2 separate regions of the Mus musculus genome follow, and region 2 is linked to region 1. The links are chromatin contacts, called in public Hi-C maps. All regions are on one chromosome and are shown on one strand. The core of a region is the stretch at or near the end of the contact, and the rest is flanking DNA. Distances in the headings are between cores, read along the strand shown.

What was found. Hi-C and Micro-C count contacts between places; a contact is called where the count stands out from the background.
Region 2: a contact with region 1 is called in a Hi-C map of uterus, with 4 times the contacts expected there. The contact joins two enhancer-like sites. A contact is called at or near these places in 1 of 484 Hi-C or Micro-C datasets (uterus) and 1 of 115 datasets of contacts at active chromatin or transcription factors (fibro-adipogenic progenitors).

Annotation. Positions count from the first base shown.
Region 1 is chr15:67,480,669-67,487,831 of GRCm38.p6, reverse strand. No RefSeq gene overlaps it. Among named protein-coding and RNA genes, the nearest start is that of 1700012I11Rik, 260 kb to the right of the region's middle. Within about 2 kb of position 3,506, at least 1 of the 459 cell types and tissues checked has an H3K27ac peak or open chromatin away from gene starts, as enhancers often do. A contact at or near this core is called in uterus, where this site is marked.
Region 2 is chr15:67,755,575-67,762,737 of GRCm38.p6, reverse strand. No RefSeq gene overlaps it. Among named protein-coding and RNA genes, the nearest start is that of Zfat, 500 kb to the left of the region's middle. Within about 2 kb of position 3,322, at least 12 of the 459 cell types and tissues checked have an H3K27ac peak or open chromatin away from gene starts, as enhancers often do. A contact at or near this core is called in uterus, where this site is marked.

The sequences.
Region 1 (7,163 bases), core at 2,257-4,756:
GATCTCAGAGACACTGCTTCAGTGGGTAAAGTGGAGAATGATGAAGACTCCTAACACCAAACTCAGGCCTCCACACATAGTTGTTATAGAGGGCCACCAGATACAACCACTCAGACATAGTTTATAGTCAACTGAATGTCTTTATTCCAACTGACTGGGACTACACTCAGGTATTAAGAACCCAAGTGCAATACCAATTGTTTATGGTAAGGTTTTTTTTTTTTTTAAGGAAAAACTCACATACTGATATTTTTACTCAGCAGTTGTAGTGGGAGGAGGTTATCAACAAGCAATCAGTTTAACAGAAACGAATATTTGTAGTTAGCTGAAGTTGGAGGTTCTGCACAGGCAGGCATTTTAACAGAAGTTAGCATAAGTTAGCTGGGGCATCTTGACCTCAGATTCCTAGAGTTGAGTAATTTTCCACAGAACTCTACATCAAGAAGATAAAATTCTAGTAAAACCTAAAATAGCCTCAGCAAAAATACAAAATGGATGGATCTCTGCACTGTCCTGATCCATCTTTAAGTTACACATACACACATACCAGTGCAAAAAATTGTGTTAACACTCATAAGAATATCTATACATATACATAAAAAAATAAGAAAGAAAGAAAGGAAGAAAGAAAGAAAGAGAGAGAGAAAGAAAGAACAAGAGAAAGGACAGAAGGAAGAAAGAAAGAGAGAGAAAAAGAAAGAGAAAAAGAACGAGAGAAAGGAAGGAAGGAAGGAAGGAAGGAAGGAAGGAAGGAAGGAAGGAAGGAAGAAAGAAAGAAAGAAAGAAAGAAAGAAAGAAAGAAAGAGAGAGAGAGAGATAGAAAGAAAAGAAAGAGAAAGAAAGACATTTGTTCTAGAGCTGCATTCACAGAAGATAGTGAAATTTGAATGGTAAAACAGAATCAGAGCTGAGCTGTCCTTATGCTAGTGGAAGGTATTTACATGCAGATGTGAACACACTCCTTGACCAGATAGGAAATGGAACGATGATTATGAGAAAGAAGCAAAGAGATAGGACAGTGTCCTAACTACAACTTGACTAGAATTCCACCCTCAATTCTGAGCATCTATGGAAGAACCCATTTTATGCAGAGTTAGTAAAATGCTGAAGTGAGTCAGAAAGCATTTGATAGGACAAACACTGAAAATAAAGCCATAAAGGAAATAGCTCAGGAACTTTCTGTGTTTAGATTATTTTAATAGCTGCTATGTTTGCTCAAACTGCACCCAGATGCAGGTTTAGGATGAGTAGATAGAATAATGGGGGAAGAAATCTGCCTCAATTATAGGAGGTTTTTTTTTTTTTTTATCTCATAGTTACCCAGGAATGAGGTGTGCTGATTCAAAGCATCTGAGCTGACACAATGGCTCCATATTCATCTCATGAACATAAGGACCTAGATCCTACACTCATGTGAAAAGCTAAGCATGGCCTCTTGCATCTGTAATTCTAGCACTGGGAGGCAATGATGTAAGAATCGGTGGGGCTAAGTGGCCAGTTACACACAACACACAGACACAGACACACATGCACATGTGCACCTGCATGAAACACGCACACACTCATATTCCACAGACACTTATGATGAGTCCCATCAGTGGTGTGCAAACATAGCTCACATCAATATGCTAAGGAGTGAAGATTCAGACACTGCTTGAAGATAAGATCTGCAAGTTGCCTTTTATTTCTTAGTATTTGTGACTCTACATAAAGGACTCAGTGGCAAATGATCCCCACAGCCTGTCTTTAGTCCAGGGGTCAAGTTTTTTGTTTGTTTGTTTTGTTTTGTTTTGTTTTTGTTTTTTGTTTTTGTTTTTTGTTTTTTGTTTTTTTGTTAAATGCCATGGGAACCTTTGCTGCAGTAATTTTATGAACTTAGCTCTCTTAGATATTGAGAAAAATAAAAGATGTATTAGTAAGTATGTAAATAGGAAACTGTAGATAGGACAGCTGAGGACCTGTGGTCTTTAGACAATCATATTACCAGCTCAGAACCCTTCCTGATGGCAGGACCAACCCTTCCTTCCATGGTAACTAGAATTACTGCCCTTTGTGGTTTCTAGGTTTTCCTTTCTCTTTCTTGTGGATTTTTCCTTCACAAACGGAAACCTTTTTCCACTTGTTATACAATCAACTTTTTTATTTTAGCAGCCTATACTTATTCTTAGTCAATGCCTAGTCAATGTGGAATGTGGAGACTGGCAGAGACTGGCCTCGATTGTGTTTTTTGATTTAGCAATACTTAGGAAAGCCTTCCTTCACAATAAAGACACTTGTACTTAGCACAGCCTCATAAATAAATGCCTTAGCCCACTGTTGCATAGTTGTGAATGTGTATGTGTTGCAAGGGTTTACTCTGATTCCTAATGGAATGAGAAACTGCAAAAGACCAAAGGGTTATCACTAACTGAACTTGAACTGACAGCTACTGACCTGGGGGGAGGGGGTTATTTTGCAGGTAGGAAATAATCTGTTAATAAATTTGTGAATAGCTCATGGGAGAACTGGGCAGACGGCAGATAAATGAAAAGACAAACCAGCTGAAACATGCAGAAGAAGGACTAAGCGACTGAAGTGCTTGGGAACAGGCTCCTGATGCCGAACCAAGCACACAGGGGTAGGGGTGAACCCAGAGCAAAGCTGATGACCCTGTGAATAAAGACGGAGAACCTTTGCCATTCCCAGAAGCAGAGACAGCAAAGACGTCTTGAATCTGCAACCTGGAGGGACTTCTCCTGTAATAAGAAGCATTAGGTGGGGGAAGTAAGGCTGGCACAGTGGCCACAGCATTCACTCATGTTTGAAAGAAACCAGATTCAACTCCTGCTGCTTCTGCCCTTTGAGAAGATCTCGAAGAAGCTGCATCTGTATCAAAGACTTTGCGTACCACTTGACCTTGGCTCAGTACATCTTGACTACAGTGATGAAATGTTGTAGGTCGGGTACCAAAATTACCCTTTGCTATCTTTATCCCCTTTAAAGAGCCATTTATAATCAACCTCAGTATCTGACCTTAAATCCTCCAGGCTTTCCCCAAAACTCTTTAGTTTGGTACACCTGCCAGCCCCGTCCTTCAGCACTCTAGTTATGAACATGATAAAGACAATATTTAAATAGCATCAACATCTCGGCCTCACCAGAGCCTGCCTCCTCACAGTCCCAGCTATGCAGTTTGTAAACACATTGATTCCTGACTTTCTTTCCCAAAGCTTCTTTTGTCATAGAACTTGTCAAGGAACTTGTCCTCAAATCTCTAATTCTGATCCATGGTCACTGATGTGTGGCTCAGAATAAACGGTTTTCAGATAATGGAGATGGTCTATAAAAGCCAGACTTTCACTTGCAAAGCCTGCTTTGTTTTGTTTTGTTTTTTGAAAGAAGCCAAATAAGTAGAATCTCTCCAAGTCTATTCCCAGCAAAGATTTTTAAACACAAAAGCTGTGTGCAACAGATGTCATGGTGAAAGAGGCTTGGAATCCTCGCATTTCGGAAGCTTGATTGGGCGGATCATAAGTTCAAGGGAGCCTGAGCTGGAAAGCTAGGCCCACGGAAGAAGCCTGCGCTTTGCAGTAAAAGACTGCAAAAAAACAAAACAGAGTCACTTTGGATAGCAAAACATGAAAGGCTTAACCATTTACTGTGCAGCTTCCAGAGCAAATGTAGAATGCCCTGCAGCTTTCTAAAACAAAGGATTCCTAAGCACTGGAGCTGAAGTAACAGGTACTACCTTTCATTAGAGATGAAAATGAGAAAGGGCTGCCTAACAGTGTCTGCAGAACAGAGCTGCTGTCATGGGAGTTAGCTGTTACCAGATCGACTCTTTAAAGTTAAGATTTCTGGACCTTGGAGCTGCAGAGATTAGGAGTGCTGCGCTCATTAGGAGTGCAAACTGCTCTTGCAGAGGACTAGGATTTGGTCCCTAGCACCCATGTCAGACATGACCTCTTTTGACGACCATGGGCATCTGCACAAACATACATACATATCCACACACATATACATAATTTAAAAAATACAATAAATTTCTTCTTAGAAGATCTCTCTGCCCATTCTTAGGTCTCTGACTCAACAAAAAAAAAATGTGGCAGGCTCAAATACCAATGTTTATTGATGTATTCTAGAAGGTTCCAATGGACAGACTAACAGAATGATTCTGTGTTTGGTAATTGCCTATATTCTTTCTTTGAAGCTTTCTAGACATGGAGCAGAGGCAGCAGGAAAGACCCTGGAGATGGGGAGATCAATTTATCATGACTTAGACAAGTGACATGCTCTTAATTCATACAGCCCTTTTGTAATAGGCATTACTCTGCACATTCCCTGTGGAGTGAGTAACAGGGGCAGGGGCTGTGGGTGATCTCTTTGTGTCTATTTCTCTGCTGAATGCACCCTTTAAAACATCAGGCGCTTTCATAGTCCTATGTAGCAGGAGTTCCTTATGTCGCTCCAGCTTGGGATCTGCCTCCTTCCACAGGCACATGTGTGAGGCACAGCTACCTCCTCTAATCCAGTTCCCTGATGAATGTCCTCTCTTCAGTCCTGCCTCTCTTATTCTTTCTCTTGAGCACAAGCAGTCAGTAATCTCTATTTGTTTTTATCAGACATGAAATCTCTTTAGAATATTACCCACTGGAGTGTGTCACATATTGGCTGTCCATCAATAAAAAGTGTAGATTGGTCCAGGGATCCACAATGGATGCTGAAATCTTCAGATGTTTAAGTCTCTCATATTAATTAGCATAGTACTCAGGTGTAACTCCTATGCACACTTTCCTGAAGATTTGAAATCATCTCTTGATTACCTATGCTATCTACTGAAATGAAACACTCTACAATTAGTTGCTATATTGTAACTAATTTAAAGAATATGATAGGAGAGTGTGCACTTTCAGTACAAAAATTTTCCTAAATATTTTCGGCATATGATTGGTTGAATCTAGGAATGTGGAACATCTAAAAATGGAGGACTAACTACAATTATTTGCTAGCTAGGTTAATGTCTCTTTTTCCTTTAGAATGTAAATTGCATAAAATAAGAAACTTAACTCTAGTATTCTCTCTTCTCCAAGCCTAGGACATGGGACACTGGAGAGCTCAATGAGTAAATATAAGAAGATACTCATTCAAAGATCCAACAAGTCCATGGAATTTAGGCTGCTCTATATACCTCGGATTTGGGTAGTATAGCCTCGTGTAGATTAGTCCAACAATCCTGTGGAGATATTTTTACCACAGTCATCTCTGGGTCAGAATTTGATTTGCCTCCTAGGTGTCAGTAAGATGTGAAACATTAGTCTACAAAAATCAGGGAGTTTGGAAACAGCTTTATCAGGCTTGACTCTCATGGAAGTTCTTTGTACAAAACAGAGACACAGTTCTTAGTACATCTCTTTGGAGACTGTATTACCATCAGAGGTCCTGGATGCTAGAAAATGGGACCTATACCCCTTTCCTTCGAGGCAAAGGACACTGCTATTTCTTAGCACTAAAGGCCATTGTATTGGTCAATTCATTTCTTTATTAAAATATCCGAGACTGGATAACAAGTGTAGTATACACCATAAAAATATATTATTTGACATTTTGGAGGTTGGAAAGTCAAAGTGAAAGTTCCACTGGGTTCTTTGTCTGCCAATAACCCAATCTCTGCTTCCAATTTGGCTACTTCCTAGATTCTCTTGTACATTCTCCAGTGGGAATGGATGTCTCCTCATATGACAAAAGAAACAAATGGGCAAAGAGTATAGATAATTCCCTCCAGTCATTTTAAGAAGGTGCTAAACTCATCACTGAGTGTAGGGCCTTCATTGCCTAATCCCTGCCTAAAGCTCCACCCCCAGTACTGATGGACTAGAGATTCAGTTGCAACATAACTACCACAGAGGACACACATATTCAGACCATGGCACCTCGGGTGCTGCCTTAGTCATTCTGAAAGTGAAGTGTTTTTCTGAGGAAGTTGGGAGTAGTTTCCAGGGTACACCCTACATGTCACTTGGCCTAAACTGTAGAAGCAATGAAACTGGCACAGAACTTCCGGAGGAGGGCCAAAAGTCAGCCAGACAGAAGAGCCACTTCCAATGTAATAAGCATGGATGGAGCAATAAAATAGCTTGCAATAGCCTTTCTGAGCACCATCTGTTTTCACACTGTATGGAACAGGGCAGGGAGGTATTCAGGCAGTGTCTATGCTTAAGTGTGTCAGCCTTGGCTTTATCACTTGACTCACTGCCTTCTGAAAGTTTACTCACACTGAACCCAGAGAAGCATTCTGTCAAGTAAATAGGACAAGTATGGTCTCAAATCATCTGAATATCTTCGTGTAGTAAGTAGAACTCCAAAGATAAGTACTTATATACATAGTATTTACAAGTATGAACAAGGGAAGTATTCCCCTTCTTGCTTTCCACGTTTCCCAGTCATCATCAGTGTATTTACTCCTTGCCACAATCTTCCACCTACCTTCTTCCATCTCAACCTCTGTACCACAGAGGGTGGAGCACCTTGATTAAATTTCCCAAAAGAAATCCAGAAACTCTTAAATGCTACTTTCCTTATATCTTTCTCTGCTCAAGACCCAGCAAAAAAACCATACCATCCTGAGGCCCAGAGGCCGTGGCAGAAAAGTTAAAGTCAAATGCAGGTTAATATCAAAAGGAGTGGCAGAAACAAGAACTGTAATGCGAATGGCGTCATTTCATCTGTCTTCACAAAAATACCTCTTTCCTCATGGCTACTGAGAGGCAGGAGTAACAGAGAGTAACATAGTGACAGCTGTGCCCCCATATCTTCATTCAAACCAGACATTCTTCTTTCTCATGACTGTAGGGGCCAGACAGTTCAGAGACACCACAAGAAAACCCACCGAAGCAACTAACCAGAGTTCATAGGGTCTCAATCAGGGGCCCTGCAAGGGTCTGACCTAGGTCATATTCATATATGTTATGGTTGTGTAGCTTGGTGTGCTATTGGACTCCTGATAATGGAAGCAGAGGCTGTCTATGTCTCTTGACCTTGCTTTTGTGACCCTTTCCTCCCACTGGGTTGCCTCATTCAGCCTTAATACGAGGGGAGGTGCCTAGTCTTATTGTAACTTGATATGCCATGTTAGGTTGATATTTAGGCAAGGCCTGCTCTTTTCTGGGGGGAAGCAGAGGAGGAGT
Region 2 (7,163 bases), core at 2,073-4,572, 280 kb before region 1:
ACACATGGTATGCACTCACTGATAAGTATATATTAGCCCAGAAGTTCAGAATACCCAAGATACAATTCACAGATCACATGAAGCTCAAAAAGAAGGAAGACTACAGTGGGATACTTTGGTCCTTCTTAGAAAGGGGATCAAAATACCCATGGGAGGAGATACAGAGACAAAGTATGGAGCAGAAGCTGAAGGAAAGGCCATCCAGTGACTCTCCCACCTGGGGATCCATCCCACATACAGTTACCAAACTCAGACCCTATTGTGGATGCCAACAAGTACTTGCTGACAGAAGCCTGATATAGCTATCTCCTGAGAGGCTTTGCTGGTGCCTGACAAATACAGAAGTGGATGCTCACAGCCATCCATTGGATTGTTCACAGAGTCCCCAATGGAAGAGCTAGAGAAAGGATCCAAGGAGCTGAATGAATTTGCAGCCCCATAAGAGGAACAACAATATGAACCAACCAGTACCTCCCAGAGCTCCCAGGGACTAAACCACCAACGAAAGAGTACACATGGAGGGACTCAAGGTTTCAGCCAAATATGTAATAGAGGATGCCATGTTGGACATCAACGAGAGGAGAGGCCCTTGGTCTTGTGAAGGCTCAATGCCTCAGTGTAGGGGAATGCCAGTACAGGGAAGCGGGAGTGAGCAGGGGGTGGGGGGAAGGAGGATGAGATAGGGATACTTTCGAAGGGGAAATTAGGAAAGGGGATAAAATTTGAAATGTAAATAAAGAAAATATCTAATAAAATATACTAAGTAAAATGAAGTTTTCAAATTTTCAAACTTTTTTACAAGTGAACATTTTGGTCATTTCCATCCTTTTACTATTAAAATTCATTACACCTTTAAAAAAAAAGAAATTTTAACATGATTTTTGCCATGACTTTACACTGACACTTAAAATTCATTTCTTAGAAATGCAAAGGAGGTATACTTGAAAAGAAATTTATCACTTTTGTGGATATAAAAAGTGTCACTATTAAGATGTCAATTCCTTATGCAGCAGAGGACACTTTGAAATTCTTAGTGGTCTTGAGTCGGTAGATTTCCAAGGAGGGGCAGTGTGATAATATGATCCTTGTGTGAGGGATAGATTAGGAACCAGGCAAAAAAGAGATGATAAAAATAAAGAATGAAACAATGTTCTTAAAGCTATAGGAAGGGACACAAGTCAAAGAACAGACAGGTATGTGAAATAGAAGGCAAGGAAAACCCTTTCCTCCTGAGGTCTACTAAGGGAACCTGCCTGCTATATAACCTGATAGTATATTAGTGAAACTGATGTCTAACTTCTGAGCTCTAGAATAAATGGATTTAGTTCAAGTTGCTAGTGCTTGTGATTTATATAACTAGTCAGTTCTATTTAGTGTAATCTGAACGCTCTATATCATGGGCATGCATTGAAACATCATGTAATATTTTATAAGTATGTACCATCAACTTAATTAATTGCACATAAAATGCACAGAGGACTACTCAGCTTCATGAGGAGCAGTGCTTCCAGCTGGGCATTTCCTCCTGGGGAAGGATATGCCTGCCTTTGCTAGTCCCCACAGGACATGCAAACAGTGTCTCCATGTAGCCGCCCTCACATTTAATTTCCCTATTTCACAAGCTGACAGTTTAGCTTGGTGTGCACTGTAAGAGACCAGACCTTTCAGGTGGTGCTCTGACTTATGCTATTTCTATTGCCTTTTTATTTTATTTTTTTCTCTTTCTTGCACTTACAGTAGGAAAAAGCATTTCATCAGAGGTAGGGGTAAGGTCAAGATTGAATGTGGCAAGAAAACTTGTGTGTTTCTTGTAAAGGTTCAAGAAAACCTCCCCCTTCCAACCTCTGTGCCTTCGGGAGCTGATTTTGAATCGTTTCTTAACTTGTCTCTAAAATCTACCAAAACAAGGTTAAGGGCCAAGCTTTGTTCTTATTTCCTGCTCTGCCAGATAATGAATTTGAGACTGCTTATCCATGGATCTGCACTGCACATTGGGTGGAAGTGGCTGGTCACAACTGTGACACAGATATCTCGTTGGCAATATTTCTGAATAGTAATGGTTTAAGGGCTTGGAAGAAAAGTAATTAACAAAGGAAAGGTATGGACATAATTTGGGAAAAGAAAACTTCAGTGGAGTGGCTTTGAAGGTGCCACTCTGGAGGTCATCATATTTTTCCTGGAAGTGTGGGTGTAGTTTAAAGTAACAGTTCTCATCCTGTGGGCCGAGACCCCTATGGTGAACTTCTATCTCTAAAAGTATTCATATTACGATCCCAAACGGTAGCAAAATTACAATTACAAAGTAGTAACGAAAAATAACTTTATGGACTGAGGCCACCACAATATGATGAACTGTAAAAAAGTCTTGCAGCATCAGGAAGGTTGAGAACCACTCATTGCATTAAAGTTATTCTTTTTTTTTTTCATGATTTAAATTGTTCACATTGCTTCCCCCAGTCACCTTCCTCTCCTCCAATCCCAGTCCTATCAAATCCCTCCCCCTAAAAGCCCTCCTTGGGTACCACCCTACCCTGGGTCTTCTAGTCCCAGCAGCACAAAGCACCTCCTTGCCCACTGAGACCCAACCAGGAGTCCGGGTAGGGGAAGGTGATCCAGTGGCAGGCAACAGATTTAGACACAGTCCCCTGCTCCAACTGTTAGGGGACTCGCTCACATGAAGACCAATCGATATATCTTCTGCAAATGTAGGGAGAAGCCTAGACCCAGCCCTTGCATGCTCTTTGATTAGTGGTTCAGTCTCTGTGAGCCTCTTTGGGCCCATGTTAGTTGACATCATAGGTCTTCTAGTGGTGTCCATGATCTCACTGGGTTGCTCTGTCCTCTCTCCCACTTGTACACAAGACTCTCTGAGGTTAGCCATGGGTCTCTGCATCTGTTATATCCACTGATCCATGAAGATACTCAGGAGACAGTTATGCTGGGTTCCTGCAAGAAAAGCAGAGTATCATTAATAGTATCAGGAGTTATCTCTCTCACGTGGGACAGCTCTTATGTTGGGCCAGTCAATGGTTGACTGTTCTCTCAGTCTCGGCTCCATCTTTATCCTTGCAGATCTTAGAGGCAGGACAAGTTTTGGGTTAAACACTTTGGCCTAATCTTAACATGAAGACAATGAGGGAGCTATTATAAACTCATGTTGCAATAAGAGATATTAAGATGCAGGGAGGTTCAAGGGCTGGTTATCCAACTTGCAAGTACTAGCAGTAGTTGAATGGTCCCTGGAGCCAACACCATGGAAGGCTGAAATGAAATCCTTGGGCTCATTTCTGCAGTGACTCACGAAGCTGAAAATACAGCCTCCACCCATCTGCTCACATTGATTCCAAATGTTCTGAGTTCTACACAAGAAGCGTCAGTGCCGAGCCCAGGAGATTTGAAGATGAAAGAGATTTCGCTTCTTTTATGAGTGATCTCATTTCATGGATCATTCCAGCATTCAAACTGGGGATGAGAGCAGGAGGCCCAGAGTGATTAACAAAAAGTGAGTGGTCAGAAGGCCTGAAGGGAAATACAAACAAACAAACCCAAACCCAAATCCAATCAACCAAACAAACACCCCTCCTGCCAAGAATCTTGGTGAAAGCTTCTAGAAATTATTTATCTAATGGTAAAGTAGGGAAGCAATATTTTGCAAGATGTAAGCTTGATGCTGTGAGGCCCAATAAAACATTCCAGGCCATTAAAAGATAGGACCAAAGCAAACCGAACCACAACAAAAATGGAGCAGAAGATTAGAGGGCTTTGTCCCAAGTTTCTTTACATCTCTCAGCTCTCACTTAGAAAAACACAACTAACAAACCAGTTGGCTCCCAGCTCTCCTTCAGTACTCAGAATCAGAATTTCAATGTGAATATGACAACCAAAAAGGATTCCTTTTGACATCATCCCCACCAATTTGAGGTTTATTTGCCCCAGGCCGATGACAGATATAGCTATATCCAGTGGGTTCTGTGGTTTTATGAGGGTGTTCTAGTGAGGAATGCTACTCTAAGCACCCTTTCAGTTTTGCTCAGATTGTTTTTATAGGGAAAGTTATGAGTCTTGGTAATTGCTAGAGTTTACCCTCTACGCCTCCTCCTTAGATGTGAACATAGGCTTCTTTGCCTTCTTAAATTCTTATCACGGTCGCTGTTGCATGGCATCGTCCCTTGGTTGCTAGGTTGGTATTATTTATGAGCTAATGACAGAGTAATAAATACTGTAGTAAATAGTTGCACGGTGACATTTGCTGAACCAAAGTTACAGGCAGCTGGAGATTGTTTCCATGCAAAATTGCTTTCACTATTCTCCCCATTATAATGATCTACAGCCTAGATAAAAGTACCTCTGCACCCCACCCCAAATGCATCACCATTTCCTTGTAAGATCAATAGACCTTCAGTAGGAACCTGTCCATTCATATTGTGCTATAGGAAGCTTTTGACAGCCTCTATGGTAAACTCAGGGAGAACCTTCCCCTATCTGGAATGAGTGTATTTTTAAGTTTTTGTTCAGATTAAATTAGCTGCATTTATTAATTCATTGTGTGAGACAGTTAGTAGGTTTCTATCATGAGTGATACAGTACCTCTGCTTAAAGAACCTAAGTTTTTAAGAAAGGAAGAGAAGCAAATATAAACAATTCAAAACACACATACAAACACACACACACACACACACACACACACCAGAGAGAGAGAGAGAGAGACAGAGACGGAGACACAGAAAAAAGAGACAGAGAGATAAAGAGACAGAGAGAGACAAAAAGAGAGAGACAGAGAGGGAGAAAGAGAGAGAGAGAGAGAGAGAGAGAGAGAGAGAGAGAGAGAGAGAGAGAGAGAAACTATAGGAGGTACTATAAAGAAAGTAGCAGACAGATTCAGAGAAAGTATTTAGTTAAGCTTTCTTTAGTCAGAGAAATATTCCAGAAAAGAAATGCATTAGCTCATGTTTTGAAAGATGGTTAGGGCATTGTGCTGGCAGGTTTTGTGTGTCAACTTGACACAAGCTGGAGTTATCACAGAGAAAGGAGCCTCCCTTGAGGAAATGCCTCCACGAGATCCATCTGTAAGGCATTTTCTCAATTAGTGATCAAAGGGGGAGGGCCCAACCCATTATGAGTGGTGCCATCCTTGGGCTGGTAGTCCTGGGTTCTATAAGAAAGCAAGCTGAGTAAGCTAGAAGAAGCAATCCAGTAAACAGCACCTCTTCATGGCCTTTGCATCAACTCCTGCCTCCAAGTTCCTTCAGTGTCTTGTCCTGACTTCCTTTGGCAATGAACAGCAATGTGCAAGCATAAACTGAATAAACCCTTTCCTCCCCAACTGGCTTCTTTGTCATGGTGTTTGGTACAGGAATACAAACCCTGACTAAGACAGGCATAGTCTTTCAAATGACTCTGGGTTAGTGGTATACACCTACTACATATATTACCATTCCTGTTCCCTATGTTTTCTGTGTCTGTAACATTAGGATTCCTATAAGGTTGGGTCCTCCCAACCTCCCCTGGTTGACTCAGGGTGGCCAGGCAAGCCTTGCTTCTATCCCAAGCTAATTTGTACATGTTCACCTTGTGTGGAAATGTCTTGTCCTCCAGCTTTACATGATTCATAACATAGACAATATTTTACTCTCCCCATAGCTCCCATGGGAGTACATCTCTGTGCCATGTGGAACTGAAGAGGGTTTGACCATAGGGATGGGCACCATACTAATTGTGTAAAAACAAAGAGCTTTCCAAGTGGATGGAGTAATACAAGCAAAGGTATCCAGGCAGGAAATTCAAATTATGTGAAAGAAATAATGGGGGGGGGGGGCAAGATCCTAAAAGAAGTGGAAAATTCTGGGGTATTGAGTTGAGGAGTAGTGACTTTTCCTGGGACATTAGAAGGAGCCACAGTCTTGTGATTAGAATGTTTGTTCAGAATGCTAGGATGCTCTCCTGGTCGTACCTGCATGCACTCTTCTGTTTAAGAGCTTCCCCTAGTTTTCCTGCCAGAGGTGACCTTTGTAAATGACCTTCCATCCAAGCTATAGCAGTTGCTCAGAAGTATACAGTGCACTAACCAGGAAACCCTGTTTTCTCCTTTATTCAAAGCCACATACAGAACTTAAGTAAATACAGTTAGAAGGCTTTTCTGGGATTATTTGCCAACCTGCCTCAAGCAAAGAAATATCTTCCCCTGTATGGTTGTATAGTAACATTGACCAGGGCCTGTACTGCATACAAGTGGGTGCATAGTTAAAGAAACTCAACACAAAAAAAATGCTAAGAGCAGAGGAGGACACAACATCTGTCCCAACACCACTGAGAGTAACTGGGACAAGTGGGATCCAGGGACACAGGAAGCTCCACTCCCAGTTGCTCTAACATGACCAGGATCCCAGGTGCTTGGTCACACCAGGATCTCAGTGTCTCAGAGATAGCTTTACTCCCAGGAGCTCTGACACACCCAAGATCTCAGGATCACAGGATCACAGAATCACAGGATCCCAGAGACAGCTGGACTCTAAGGAGTTCTGACACAACAGGATCATAGGAAGGATAGGCTCCAGTCAGATATAGTGAGGGCAGGTAGCACTAGAGATAATTAGAAGGCAAGCATAAAGAACATAAACAACAGAAACCAAGGTTACTTGGCATCATCAGAACCCAATTCTCTGACCATAGCAAGTCCTGGATACACCATCACACCAGAAAAGCAAGATTTGGGTCAAAAATCACTTCTCATGATGATGATAGAGGACTTCAAGAAGTACAGAAATAACTTCATTAAATAAATATAAGAGAACACAGGTAAACAGGTAGAAGCCCTCAAAAATGAAACACAAAAATCCCTTAAAGAATTACAGAATAACACAATCAAACAGGCAAAGGAAATGAACAAAACCATTCAATATCTAAAAGTGGAAAGAGAAACAATAAAGAAATCACAAAGGAAGACAGCTCTAGAGTTAGAAAACCTAGGAAACAGATCAGAAGTCATAAATGCAAGCATCACCAACAGAGTACAAGAGGTAGAAGAGAGAATCTCAGGGGCAGAAGTTACCATAGAAAACATTGACACAAAAGTCAAAGAAAATTCAAAAGACAAAAAGCTCCTACCCCAAAACATCCAGGAAATTCAGGACACAATGAGAAGACCAAACCTATGTATACTAGAT